Linked DNA regions of Mus musculus: region 2 is linked to region 1. Evidence: chromatin contacts called from public promoter capture Hi-C data. All regions are on one chromosome and are shown on one strand. Each heading gives the region's core, a stretch centred on a gene start, on an enhancer-like site or on the middle of the called end of the contact. The rest is flanking DNA. Distances are from core to core; before and after follow the strand shown. Region 1 overlaps Impg1 (interphotoreceptor matrix proteoglycan 1). Region 2 holds the start of Mei4 (meiotic double-stranded break formation protein 4).

Region 1 (6,045 bases), core at 1,047-3,546:
TGACCACTCCCTATGAGGGAGTGTTGTCTAGAGGTCAGGGAAGAAGTCCAGCCTGGCAGTCAATATGTGGGAAGCAGAACCCAGAAGCAGCTTAAGGTGGACCAGGGCAAGAGGACAAGAAAACCAGAAACAGAGCTCTGAGAAACCCTAGTCAGCAAATCGAGAGCAGGAGGCGCAGCCCCTGGCTCAAATCCAGCACTTCCAAACGGGGAGAGGGAGGTCGGAAGATGGTAGCAGGGGATGCTGTGGATGGGAGCAACTGAGGTCACGGGAGGGGACAGGTAACACTTGCCAAAGACAGACTAAGGTTTAGTAGGGGCAAAGGCCAGCTTTCAGTGAGGTGAGAGGAAAATGGGAAAGTCAGCATCCTCCACCCAGGCTGTTCTCTCTCCCTCTGAAGCGGCCGGCGCATCTTCCCACAGTGAGTGTGAGGCCAGCCTGTGTTAAGGGAGACAATACCAACCTAAAGATTCTCACATGCCTTCCAAGGGCGTATTACTCCATATTCAAATCGGCATCTGATCTCCCGTGACCTCCATCAGAACCGGATCCACGGCTAATACTATTATGACGGTGTTTGGCTTGCTGTTTCCCTTCTGAGAGCCCCCTGAACAAAAGGATCTGTGATATAAAAGTACAAACCAATGTTAGAAGTTTCTGTGATTTATAAACTGAAAAGCAGAATAAATCACAGTTTGCTCCGTATTCTGCCAGCGTCTCCAGCAGCACGGGTCGCCTTTCATTTCGTGGGCTATGAAAACACCTCAGAAGCATGGAGGGCTTTTACATACGTCAGAGGTTGAAGATCTCGAGAATGCAACACCACATATAACTTCTCCCCTTGAATTCCTAAGAAGCCTCCTCAGACACAGGCAAAGCCCGAGGCTGGCAAATGGCAAATGTCGGAATTAATGACAGGCTGCCGTCCAAGAGGCTTTCAGCTAAAACGTGGATCAACAAACTCACTCTCACAGTAAAGTGCAGTGCTTGCCAGATCCCTGCTTAGTAGTCACCACTGAGAAAGGAGGCAGATGTCACTCATCCCAATACAAACAATAAAACCAGTAATAATCACAAGTACTAATTGACAATTGACGCTATTTTTTCATCTTAATAAATCTACAAAGTAGGCAAAATCCCACACCCTTTATATTGGAGAAAATATGTGGAGGAAACATAATAAGAACCTGCCACAAAATGGCCAATTACTGTAGTAGCTGGAATTCAGGTCTGTTTGCTATATTCCCTGCTCTACAGAATGGACCCTTGTAAGGCCTTCTACTGACCAGACTGCATCCTGCGTGAATTCTACTAAAGTCTGCATTTCTCCAAATGAAATGTCCTATAGTGTTGTGCTGTAATTGTAGAATGGAAAAAAAAAAGTGTTTGCTCTCAGGAACCAAACTCCCAAACTTCCCAATGTCACCGAATATGTCCTACTACAAGGGGACTTGCCTCCTGTGCCCTTGACCCTGTCTCATAGGGTCATATCATGGGTCCCTTGCCTCCTGAGATAATTTTCCACTTAACTCTTTCCTGTTGGGCCAACTGTCTGCGCTGCTAGGTTTACATCAGCCCACCTCAGTTTCAATCTGTGCCTTCCTTTCCACACACCAATCAACTCAAGGTGCTTCCTAAAAACATTCCTTTCCCCATTCCCTGAAGCAAGAAAGTCTTGGAAAGTTGGTCAAGCCTGAAAATGGGCTCTCCCTGCCTCCCCTGCCTCCTAGGTTCTCCCAGCCTCTCCTGCTTCCAGGGTCTCCCACTGCAATCCAGTAAGGCTGCACGGTGGCCTCAAGAGCCCTGTGTGAGGAGGTGGGAACACTGCTGTTTTTCCTTGAGAGACTTATCCACATTACTAACGGCTGAGCTTTGACAGGGGGACAGAGTACCAGGACTCATTAGGGTTTCCTGGACTCATGATCCTTTAGGCTTCGTGAAAATTAACACTAATTAATAAGAACTATTAGAAATACTTGTAAAAACGTATGGATCCGGAACCCAATACCATCCAGCTTGAGTCTACCGATTTAAGTATTCTAAATTTAAAGACAATTATCTTCGAAAAGTCCCGAAAGTACCGAGAGCTGCGGTCATGGGTAGACAGCACCTGCAGCAGACCTGAAAAGGAAAAGATGGCCCAGGGTGTGCACCGCATTCCCGAGCCTGACTCCGCTGAAATTCCAGAGCCAGTGCGCCAGCACGTGCTCCTGGAGACCCTGCATCTCTCCACTGCTCCCCACCGCGCCGGGCTGGTTTTCAAGAAAAAAAAAATCAGTTTGGGAGCTTCAGTTTCTCTAGCTCTACTTCTCAGCTTCTTTTGCTATTGAGCGCCATCTTGTGAGCACTATACTTCATAGCTCTGAGGGGGGAAAATGGCCCTGAACAGCCCCAGGTTTCCTAATTTTTTCCCGTTGTTGTTGTTGTTGTTGTTGTTGTTGTTGTTGTTGTTGTTGCTGCTGCTGCTGCTGCTGCTGTTGTTGCTGTTGCTGCTGTGGCCGTTGCTGGTGTTGCTGTTTCTAATTTTTTTAATTAAAATATAATTACATCATTTCCTCTCCTCCCTGCATCTTTCCAACACCTTCCACGTTCCCACTTGTTTCCTTTCAAAATAATGGCCTTTTTTTCCTTGTCATTGGTGTACGTATGTGCACGCTTAAATATATAAATCCAGTTTGTTCAGTCCGTTTAGTATAATTTGTATGTATATGATTTCAGGTCTGACTGTTGAGTATTGGACGACCAATTAGGGGTTCATCCTTAAGAAACACTTTTTCCTCCACTTTCTGAAGTCTTTAGTTGCTTGTGTTTTCTTTCTAAGCTTGGAGCCCCCCATGAGACTTTCTCCTTCTACATTAGCACGTCTACTGGTGTTGATCTTGTCTTGTTTATCACGGGGGGGGGGGGGCAGCTTTCCTGTCATTTCTAGGAGACACAACCTCACAGCAGATTTCCTGGTCTCTGGCTCCTACAATCTTACCGCCCTCTCTTCTAAGATGTTTGCTGAACCTTGGGTGCAGTAGATGTATCCATTAAGGGCTAGGCTCTCTACAAAATTCAGTAGTTCACTGAATTTTGATCAGTTGTGGATTTCTCTGATGATCTCCATCTGTCTGAGGAGATTTTCTTTAATGAGGGGTGAGAGCTAAAATAAGTGTATCTTTATACACTTATCTGTATATATAGAGATAGATATTCTGGATGCACTTGGGAATTGTACTGATTTAGTAAAGCAGTGGTGGTAGGATCTCCTCTAAGACTCACGGCCTCACTGGTCATGTGTACTTGGCTAGGTTTCTAGTACAAGGCACAGTTTCTCCATGTAAGCAGCCTTTAAGTCCAATTAGAGAGCTGTTGGTTACCACCAAGATATTAATGCTGCTTTTGCGCCCTTATGGGTATCCTGCCACACGGGTTGTTGTGTGTTGGTTTGGGTGGAACTACTGATTGCTTTCTCCATGGAAGCTTACACAGATCCTTCCGGTACTATAAAAGCTTAGGGAGGAAGTTTTCAGATCAGATCCAGTTTGGATCCTCCAAATGTGTGGTGTCTTCAGCAACAGGGATGGCCTTCAACTTCTGGGAGGCAAGCAAGAGCATCCACAACAGTCCGTATTGTTGAGGGAGTCTCTTGAACTCTCCAGGCCAACAACCAGAAAAGAAGTTTCGCATGCTTAGTGTTGGGGTTTTTATTAGATAGTCTATGGCTCTTGGAGGAAACATTGTAAGCCCAAGAAGGGGAACTTCATTTAAATTGTGTGTGTGTGTGTGTGTGTGTGTGTGTGTGTGTGCTATGTGATGTAGGACATCGTTAGTGTAATTTTCTCCTCTTCCCTCCCTTTCCTTCTGTATTAGCCTCTCTCCCACCCCCAGTCAAAATTCCTCTCCTCTGGTGTAAGCATATTTTCCGTATCAGTTTCCTGGACTTGCTTATATAATGTATTCTGTATGCATTTCAAAGGTCCAGAGTTTTGTCCATTTCCCCAAAGAAGAGCTTAATGGAATACAAGCTTAAACACATCCTCCATTGGGTCTGGCCCAAAAAGAGATGCTTTGCTCTCTATTCAGTGCAAGGTGCTAGTGTTACAAATGCTGGGGAGAGAGAGAAAGCCAATGCCCAGCTTACTAAAGAAGCAATGAGGGTGTCCTGGGGGTGATGGGATGCAGTGAAAGACTGGTCTGGGTGGTGACAGATACTCAGAGGCCAGGGGAGGCAGGAAAACATTACTTTAAGATCTGAAGAATATGAACTCACTTGAGACCAGAAAAAGACTTGAAAAAGAGAGAATTGGTCGACCAAGAACCTGTAACCTTCATGAAGACACAAATTCCCTATGCTTTTTAAAAATTGAAAGCTTTTTTAGGTTTATTTATTTTATGTATGTGAATGTTTGCTTGGATTATATGTGTGTGTAGCACGCGGCATCCCTAGTACCCATGGAAGTCAGAAGAAAACATTTGACCTCCTGAAACTGTAATAATGGATGTTGTGAGCCACAAGGTCCTGGGAACTGAACCCAGGACCTCTGGAAGAACAGCAAGTGCTTTTAACAGCTGACCCATCTCTCTAGCCCCAAGAACCTTAATCTTTTTATCTTGAACTAGAAAATGCTTCAAAGTATTCAAGGCATCAGGGGACATTCAGGTGGTTTTGCCTGCATGATGGAGAGATAGGAGGTACCTTCCTCAGCAAGCAGGTTGGGAAAGCTTTTCAGGACCTTTGAAATGCATACAAAATACATTATATAAGCAATTCAGGAATATATATATAAGCAAGATACAGAAGACACCAAAAAGCTTACACCAAAAAGCTCACAAGATACACACAGCAGTGCACCCATCTCAAGCTGCGTTCATTGCTGTCGTGTTGAACAGATGAAAAGAAAATAGAGCTTTCATGCTTCCTATGAGAAATGTTCTGCCTCATGGCAGAGCATGGCAGTGTTTTGAGCTTCTGCTTAGTTGGGGAAACCTTTATTCAACAGACATTTATGAAAGCCTGAATCAGCTGGTAAGAGGAGGGGCTGATGTGGAAGGGGGCGGGCTCCTAGCCACTCTCAGCTTCTCTCAACTCCATAGAGTCTTGAAGCATGTGCTACAGAAACCCTGTAGTCTAACCACACAATGTAGTCTAACACTGATGTAGAAACCTAAACGTTATAAGTAGAAATGAGTGTTGACCTTGGGTTGTACTTGATAACTGAATTATAAAAGTAGTACAGGGACCAGGCATAGTGGTTCATATATATATATATATATATATATATATATATATATATATATATATATATATGCCCTTGACAATGTGAGTTTCTGCTCCTGAGATAGCTAGAGGTTCCAGGTCATGATCCTTGGGGACATTTCAAAAATGTATTGTTATACAATGGCATGAGTGTCCTCTGCCTATGGTGAGAATCCACATGGGATATCAAACATTAGCTCAAATCCCCCAGGTACATTGATAAATCTGAACCTCCCCATCAGCTGCTAACTTATAACTGACACTCTCATATCACTAATGCCAGGTATCATGGGCTGAGAGATTATCATATGTGCACCACAGAAGAGCCATCTACACTGGGTAAAGACAGAATATTAAGTCATTCCGCCACTGAGGAATTACACTAAGTCCCAGAGAAGAGCCAGAACTATGCTGCTAAGCATCTGTTGACTGCGGTGGCCTTTCTTGTCAAACTCCTTTCTAGAGATAACAGGAAAGGAAGCTGAGTAACCAGGCTTGGTGGTACTCAGGGTCTGAAGCAGGGGACTATATCACAAGTGTGAGGCCAATCTAGGCTACACAGTGAGCACTGGAGCAGCCCCTCTACACTGTGAGGCCTTTCTCAAAAAGAAAGAAAAACTCTATCTAAAAGAGATTTAGGGAAATATAAAAAGCTAAAATAATTATGGAGCAGTCAGTCTACAAACCAACTTGTGAGAACTTCACTCCCTCAACTCTACATACAATTTAATTATGACTTAAAGACATTTCCCTGTAAAATGGCATCTCTTTTACCTTTGTAGCCTGCTGTTGACCTCAGGCCT
Region 2 (6,306 bases), core at 678-3,177, 1.5 Mb before region 1:
TTATTAGATTTTTTTAAAGGGGAGTTTTCAATACTCCCACAGTACCTGAGTGTTCTTGCCATTGTTACAAGTGACAAAACTGACAAATCCTCAATGCTATTTCTTCCCGTTGCTGTAGCTGACACTCTAAACCTATTCTTAAAACACTTAGTGATGCTGCCCTGATTACATCCCAGTGTCTAAAAACGTACCTACTTTCTCTTCAGCACATTAACATCTTCTGTCTTTATAACCCTTTAGCTTTCTAAATCTCAAATCCTTCAAAACATTATGCACAATACAATCATTAAGTATGTTTATCTCACGAATGCTTCAAATGATTTGGGTTAATATGCCTATTAAATTGGCGCTGTGACTTTTGGCTTCAAGTATTTTCATACAGCAGAACTTAACATATACCTGCCATTCACATATATCATGAAACCTAGAATACACTAGACTTCTAATTTCTTTGATATAATAAACCATGGGATAAATTAATACTATGTTTTTAACAAGAATTCCATAATATTGGTTTCAAATATCTGATTCCAAACATTGCTACTTTCATGAAAAAAAAAATTTTAAAAAAATACTCAGTCACAAATCTGTGCTCCTGGTCTTCATGTCCAAATTTTACGACTGAATTGTAAATTTTGTGGTTTACTGACATATACAAAGACATTGTGTTTAACCTAAGGCCCTCACAGAAGCTGTAAGCTATAACAATGGAAAGTAAAATAGTGGATGTCAATTTGTGAATGTCATTACTGTAGTCACAAGATATACCAAAAATCATATAATTCTAAGCAGGAAAAAGTAATATAAACAAGCCAAAATTGATCAGAATGTATGTAATGAATTTGATAAAAAGTTTGCTAATTGGAAGTAACCTGATATATTCAGACTTGGTGGTTCACATTTTAATCCCAGCATTTGCAAGTCTGAGGCATACATATTGCCATTAGTCTTGAGAGCAGGAGGCAAGGCCATCCTACAAAGTGAAACCTTGTCTCAAAAATCCAAAAGATACAGAAAAAAAAATAATAAATTCCAGTTGATGAAGAATCCAAGTTATGAAATTCTTATGAATTTCATATTTATATTCTGTGAATATCGACATACTAATGTATTTTCTGTGGTTCCTGGTGGGACTTTAATCCTCTAAATATGTAATTGCAGACTATAAAGCTATTCAAGGCTTTATTTAATTCACTTCAAATTATTGACTTTCTGCTACTTTGGACATTCCAGATTCACCAAACCCTCACTGGCTTCTTCCTCCGTAATGGAGACTCCACTTCTGGCCCTGCTCCTCTGATCTGTTGCATATCTCACCACAACCTAGCTCTTCCAAGAATGATTTTTATCTCTACCTCATGTACCAGCACATGCTTGTCAGATCCCAAGAAAACCGCACCCGTCCCACTTTTAACACCCCCAACACTTTCTGCAGTTCCTCTGGGTGTGTACTTGCTCAATAAAAGATCAGATCAACAAGTGCCTACGGTCCCCCAAAACCACCCTTTCCTCCAGGAAACCTCAGAAGCCACCTCTAGAGTGAAGGCAGGCTTGCACAGACTCTAAGGTGTAGAACACACCACAGAACACACGCTTTGCCCGCCCAAGTTTCTGAGGCTCCAGGCGCGACCTACTTATCAGGTAAAGAAATGCCCCTCCCCACGCGTGAGGCGACCTACCTCCGCAAAGGGCGCGACAAGGAACCCCAAGCCACAGCACCTGAGAGCGTGCGCTGCTTGAGGGGACCCGGGGCCCGAGAGTACAGAGAGCAGGCAGATGCTACACAAGCCTGGGGTTCCTGAGAAGGAAGGACGCCCTCAGGCGGCGGGGGAAGCTCGGGGGCCAGTATTCCCGGCCATGCACGCTGATGCAAGCGCAGCCCGCAGGTAGGCGCCAGAGCCCAGAGCGCCACTCCTCCCGGCTTTCTTCCAGTGCCAATCAAGAGGGAGGCCCGCGGAGACCACAAGTCCCAGAAGCCTCTGCGCCACTCTCCTCGGAGGGGCTTGGGAGGGGCTCCGGCGGGCTCGGGCGGGCTCGGCGAGGAGCGGTTAGCCGGTTTGGCTGGACTAGGCAGGTGTTTCCTGCATCTTCCTTTCTTCTGCAAAATAGTTCAAAATAGTCTAGGACTGCCTGCAGCTCCTCTCCTGAAAGGCTGATTTGGTTTCTAAGGAGAGACTCACGGGGCTTGAAAAAAAGGAAAAGTTTCAGGAAAGCTTCTGTTGTGCCAACTCCTGTCCTACATGGGAACAGTCGGGAAAACAGATTCTTTGGGTTCATTTGTTGGCTTGTTTCCAAAGATGGTTTTAAAATCTTTGCTTCCTGCGGGAGGAAGCGCTATGTTTCTCATTTGTCCACCTGTCATATCTTCATCTAGGATTTTAAGTAATTTTTTGCCTCACGTACTGAAATTTCTCAGAAATTAAAATGCAAAGGAGATTCTAAGCATTCGGAAGTCACTTATGTAGACTTTACTAACAATGTGCTAATTTGCTAATAGTTAAAGGTTTCAACAATTGTATAGGATAAATTACCAAATATTATATCTGGGGGGTCTGCACAGCTCATTCTCCTACGTAAATGACCCTTTATTAAGGCAAGTGCTTGCATCTAGTCAGTTATTGCAAATGTCTTGGAAATGTTAAGCTTCATTGTTCTATCCATGTGTTTAAGAAAGTCAATAATTTTAACTATAATGTAATTTAATATAGCTTTCGTTAATCTTGCAACGGTGCTTTCATGCAAACTAAACTCGGGTTATTGTGACTGCTAAGGTGATGAACACTGTGAGTGCTCTACTGTGCTCACTGCTCTTCTTTGAGTAATGTAAAATCAAACCATCCAAGTTCATTTCAAGATAATGAACAGTCAAGTAGGAGTGATGTAGAAAAGTTGTGTTTGCGTTGATAAATAGTATGATATTCTATTTCAATTCCCCTCATACATTTATTGAGAAAATTGAGCTGTTACGTGCCAGTTACAGCCTTGATTACTGGTCAAGACCTGATTACAACTCCATACAAGACAGAGCACTCAGTCTAATAGTTAAAACAAATGGGTAGCAATTACCAAATACAGCACAGCCACTGAAATCCTGAACGAAAGCCCAGAGGTAGTTTTAACTATTTACCACCTAAATGTAAAGACCTAATGATTTCAACAACCTCAATAGTTTTCTTTGAACATCTTCAGATGGTTAAAGATGCTTTAGAATACATAGCAGAAAAAGAAACGTTTTAAGAAAATTATACAAGTTTTTGACTCACTCAAGACTAATGAAACACAAAGTGATCAATCAAATACATGCTCTTTGAATAAAGTAATGGACTCTATTTATGTTTTACATTTAATTCTGAGTGATTTTAGAGTCATTTTTAATGTCACAGTCTGTCGATGGGACTGTGACTAACCCATTTTTCTAAGAATATGTACAGATATCCTTTATAGATAAAGATATGTATAAGGTTAAATGACAAGCTTTATGGAAAGTGAAGAAACAGGCATACACATAATAAGCAAGCAAAGTACAGAGAAAGAAACCCCACAAATTTGAAGAAGACCTTCATACTAGGATCTGATTTTCATCCATAGAGCTGGGTTTTGGTGACCTGAGATAGTTCCCCCTTCTCTCATTTCATGGTGGTCAGCTTAGGAAAAAAAAAGGGGGGGGGCTGATAATTGCCCCAAAGATTCAGATAATCATGTTCAGGGACAGTCTTGACCTTATCTGAACACCTTCAACATATCAATCAAGAGTGGAGAGGGTGTCACTGCCAAGTGTGAAAGTATGAAAGAAACCGGAAATTTGTCTTTCTATTACTGACTGGTAGTCCCTTTTCTCATCTGTCTGTCTACCAAGGACCTCTGGCTCCTTGGTCTCAGCATCTTTCTATAAATTTGGAGTATTGAAATAAAACGAAAGGAAAAGATCTTCACAAAATGTATAATCTTAGATGCTGAATCTACTACCTTATTGATAGTTAAAATCCACTATAGAGTAAACTGAGTTCAAAATATAGTCAACGCACTGCTGTGATGTCTCAGCAGGTAAATGCATTTGCCTCTAAGTCTGACAACCTAAGGCGCCGTCTTCGGAAGCCACATGGGAGAAAGGAAGGATTGACAAACAGTTTATAGTATGTTATACTATACATTATAAAGAAAATAATAGGGCTGGTGAGATGGCTCAGTGGGTAAGAGCACCCGACTGCTCTTCCGAAGGTCCAGAGTTCAAATCCCAGCAACCACATGGTGGCTCACAACCATCTGTAACAAGATCTGACGCCCTCTTCTGGAGTGTCTGAGGACAGCTACAGTGTACTTACATATAATAAATAAATAAATCTTTAAAAAAAAAAAAAAAAGAAAGAAAATAATAAGCTGTCCTGTTAGAAAATCATGTTTTTATTTTATAAAAAAATATTAATGGCTCTTTTTTAATTCAAAAGTTCCAAAAACATTTATATAAATACTAATTATGAGTAAGAGAGAGCCATTGTTCTCAATGATTTTGCAGTCTAGTGAGAGTCAAATTTTACAACCAAGCATCATCAATAATATTTGAGAGTTTCTATTGCTGTGATGAAACACCATGTCCAAAAAAAAAAAAAAAAAAAAAAAACCTGAAGTGAGGAAAGAATTTGTTTGGTTTTTTTGTTTGTTTGTTTGTTTCTTTCATTTTTTGTTTTGTTTTAAAGATTTATTTATCATATGTATGTGAGTACACTGTTTTCAGACACACCAGAAGAGGGCATCAGAATCCATTACAGATGGTTGTGAGCCACCATGTGGTTGCTGGGAATTGAACTCAGGACTCTGGATGCCTAGTCAATGCTCTTAGCCACTGAGCCATCTCCACAGCCCTGGAAAGGATTTGTTTTGCTTATACTTCTTCATCACAGTCCATTGTTGAAAGAAGTCAGGACCGGAGTTCAAGCAGGGTAGGAACCTGGCAGCAGGAGCTGATAGACATGGACAGGTGCCTCTAACTGGCTTGCTCTTAGGGCTTGTTTAGCCTGATTTCTTAATAGAACCCAGGACCACCAGCCCAGGGATGGCCCCACCTACAATGAGCTGGGTTCTCCCACAAGATCACAACATTAGTCAATAATTACAAAAGTGCGTTAGTCTGCTTGCTCCCCTACAGCTCAATCTCATGGAGGCATTTTCACAACCGTGGTTCCCTCTTCTCAGGGAACTCCAGCTTATGTCATATGGACATAAAAGTAGCCAGTAAAAGTTTTAATTAGCAGATGCCAAATACACTTTACTTGTTCTGCAATCATAGACAGCTTGATGCTGTTACCCCTCATGCAATGTTATAAGACCCATATTGTCCCTAATTATTTTGCAGTGAGGAAACTGACTCAGACTTATTCATCCAAGGACATTCAGCTTGCTATGAATGCCTATCTTACTCTCTTTCCTCAAAACCCATACACTAGACCAATGCACCATAGCACATCCAGGAATATAGCTAAGCATTCTCTATATAATGGCATTAAATACAGTTTACAATTTCCTATTTAGAAATATATTCACGTGAAATTGTCTTAATGATGATTCTGAGGGCAAATAGGTCCTCTAACCCTTGTTTCTATTTGTCCATCTCTTAGATACATCTGCCTCTGATGACTTTCAAATTTGTCCATTGCAGATCTATTGCTGTGATACCTGTCAACAGTATCCACCTTGGTCTGGGGTCTTAAGTTTCTCACCCACTAGAGTACTGACATACAGACAGAGAGATGGACTGATGTGACAGAATTGGAAGACCTCCATATAAGCTCCTACACCTACCTAATTTTGTTTTTTTTTTCCCCTCACTTTGTTTTCATAGCTTTCACATTCTTTATATTCCCTCTTTGGAGTGGTACATGAGTCTTGGAAAGAATGACATAAAAGTTTGATTATGGCTTTCGTGGAGTAAGGAACCTGTGTGAATGATCTTTGGTGGTTATTTCTTTTGCAATAAAACAGAACTGCAAATTAATCAGAAAAAGAAACTACAGGAAAAAATATTCAAATGATTTTCTAGCCACTTGCTTTGTCTAAATTCCAAGTGCAAGGTTTGCTCTTCCTCTGTGAAGTATGGTTCAAATCTGATCAAAAACTTGGTTCTATACAGAACCAACGAACCAGTATTGCACCAGCTGATAATCTTGTCTGGTGGACTTTTATTATGAAACATGTAAAATCCTCAATTGACTGGGACTCTACACCAACTTTAGAAACACCTTCCAGCACCATAAGAGCTAGAACACAAGGAAGGGGCACTTACAACTTAGTTCTAGCCTTATTTCTCCAAGC

Evidence for each region. Promoter capture Hi-C pulls out the DNA fragments that hold promoters and counts their contacts.
Region 2: a promoter capture Hi-C map of second pharyngeal arch cranial neural crest shows a contact between it and region 1, with 11 times the contacts expected there. The contact joins the promoter of Mei4 here to the enhancer-like site in region 1. A contact is called at or near these places in 10 of 39 promoter capture datasets (the 3T3-L1 cell line, the C10 cell line, cranial neural crest and 6 more), 2 of 484 Hi-C or Micro-C datasets (cerebral cortex and forebrain) and 2 of 115 datasets of contacts at active chromatin or transcription factors (astrocytes and large pre-B cells).

The regions. Positions count from the first base shown.
Region 1 is chr9:80,328,557-80,334,601 of GRCm38.p6, reverse strand. The region is part of intron 14 of Impg1 (interphotoreceptor matrix proteoglycan 1); the gene reads left to right. Among named protein-coding and RNA genes, the nearest start is that of Gm27227, 66 kb to the right of the region's middle. Within about 2 kb of position 2,296, at least 42 of the 459 cell types and tissues checked have an H3K27ac peak or open chromatin away from gene starts, as enhancers often do. A contact at or near this core is called in cerebral cortex and second pharyngeal arch cranial neural crest, where this site is marked.
Region 2 is chr9:81,859,291-81,865,596 of GRCm38.p6, reverse strand. Mei4 (meiotic double-stranded break formation protein 4) reads right to left here and starts at 1,927. Exons shown (of 5, transcript NM_175213.4): 1 at 1,680-1,927.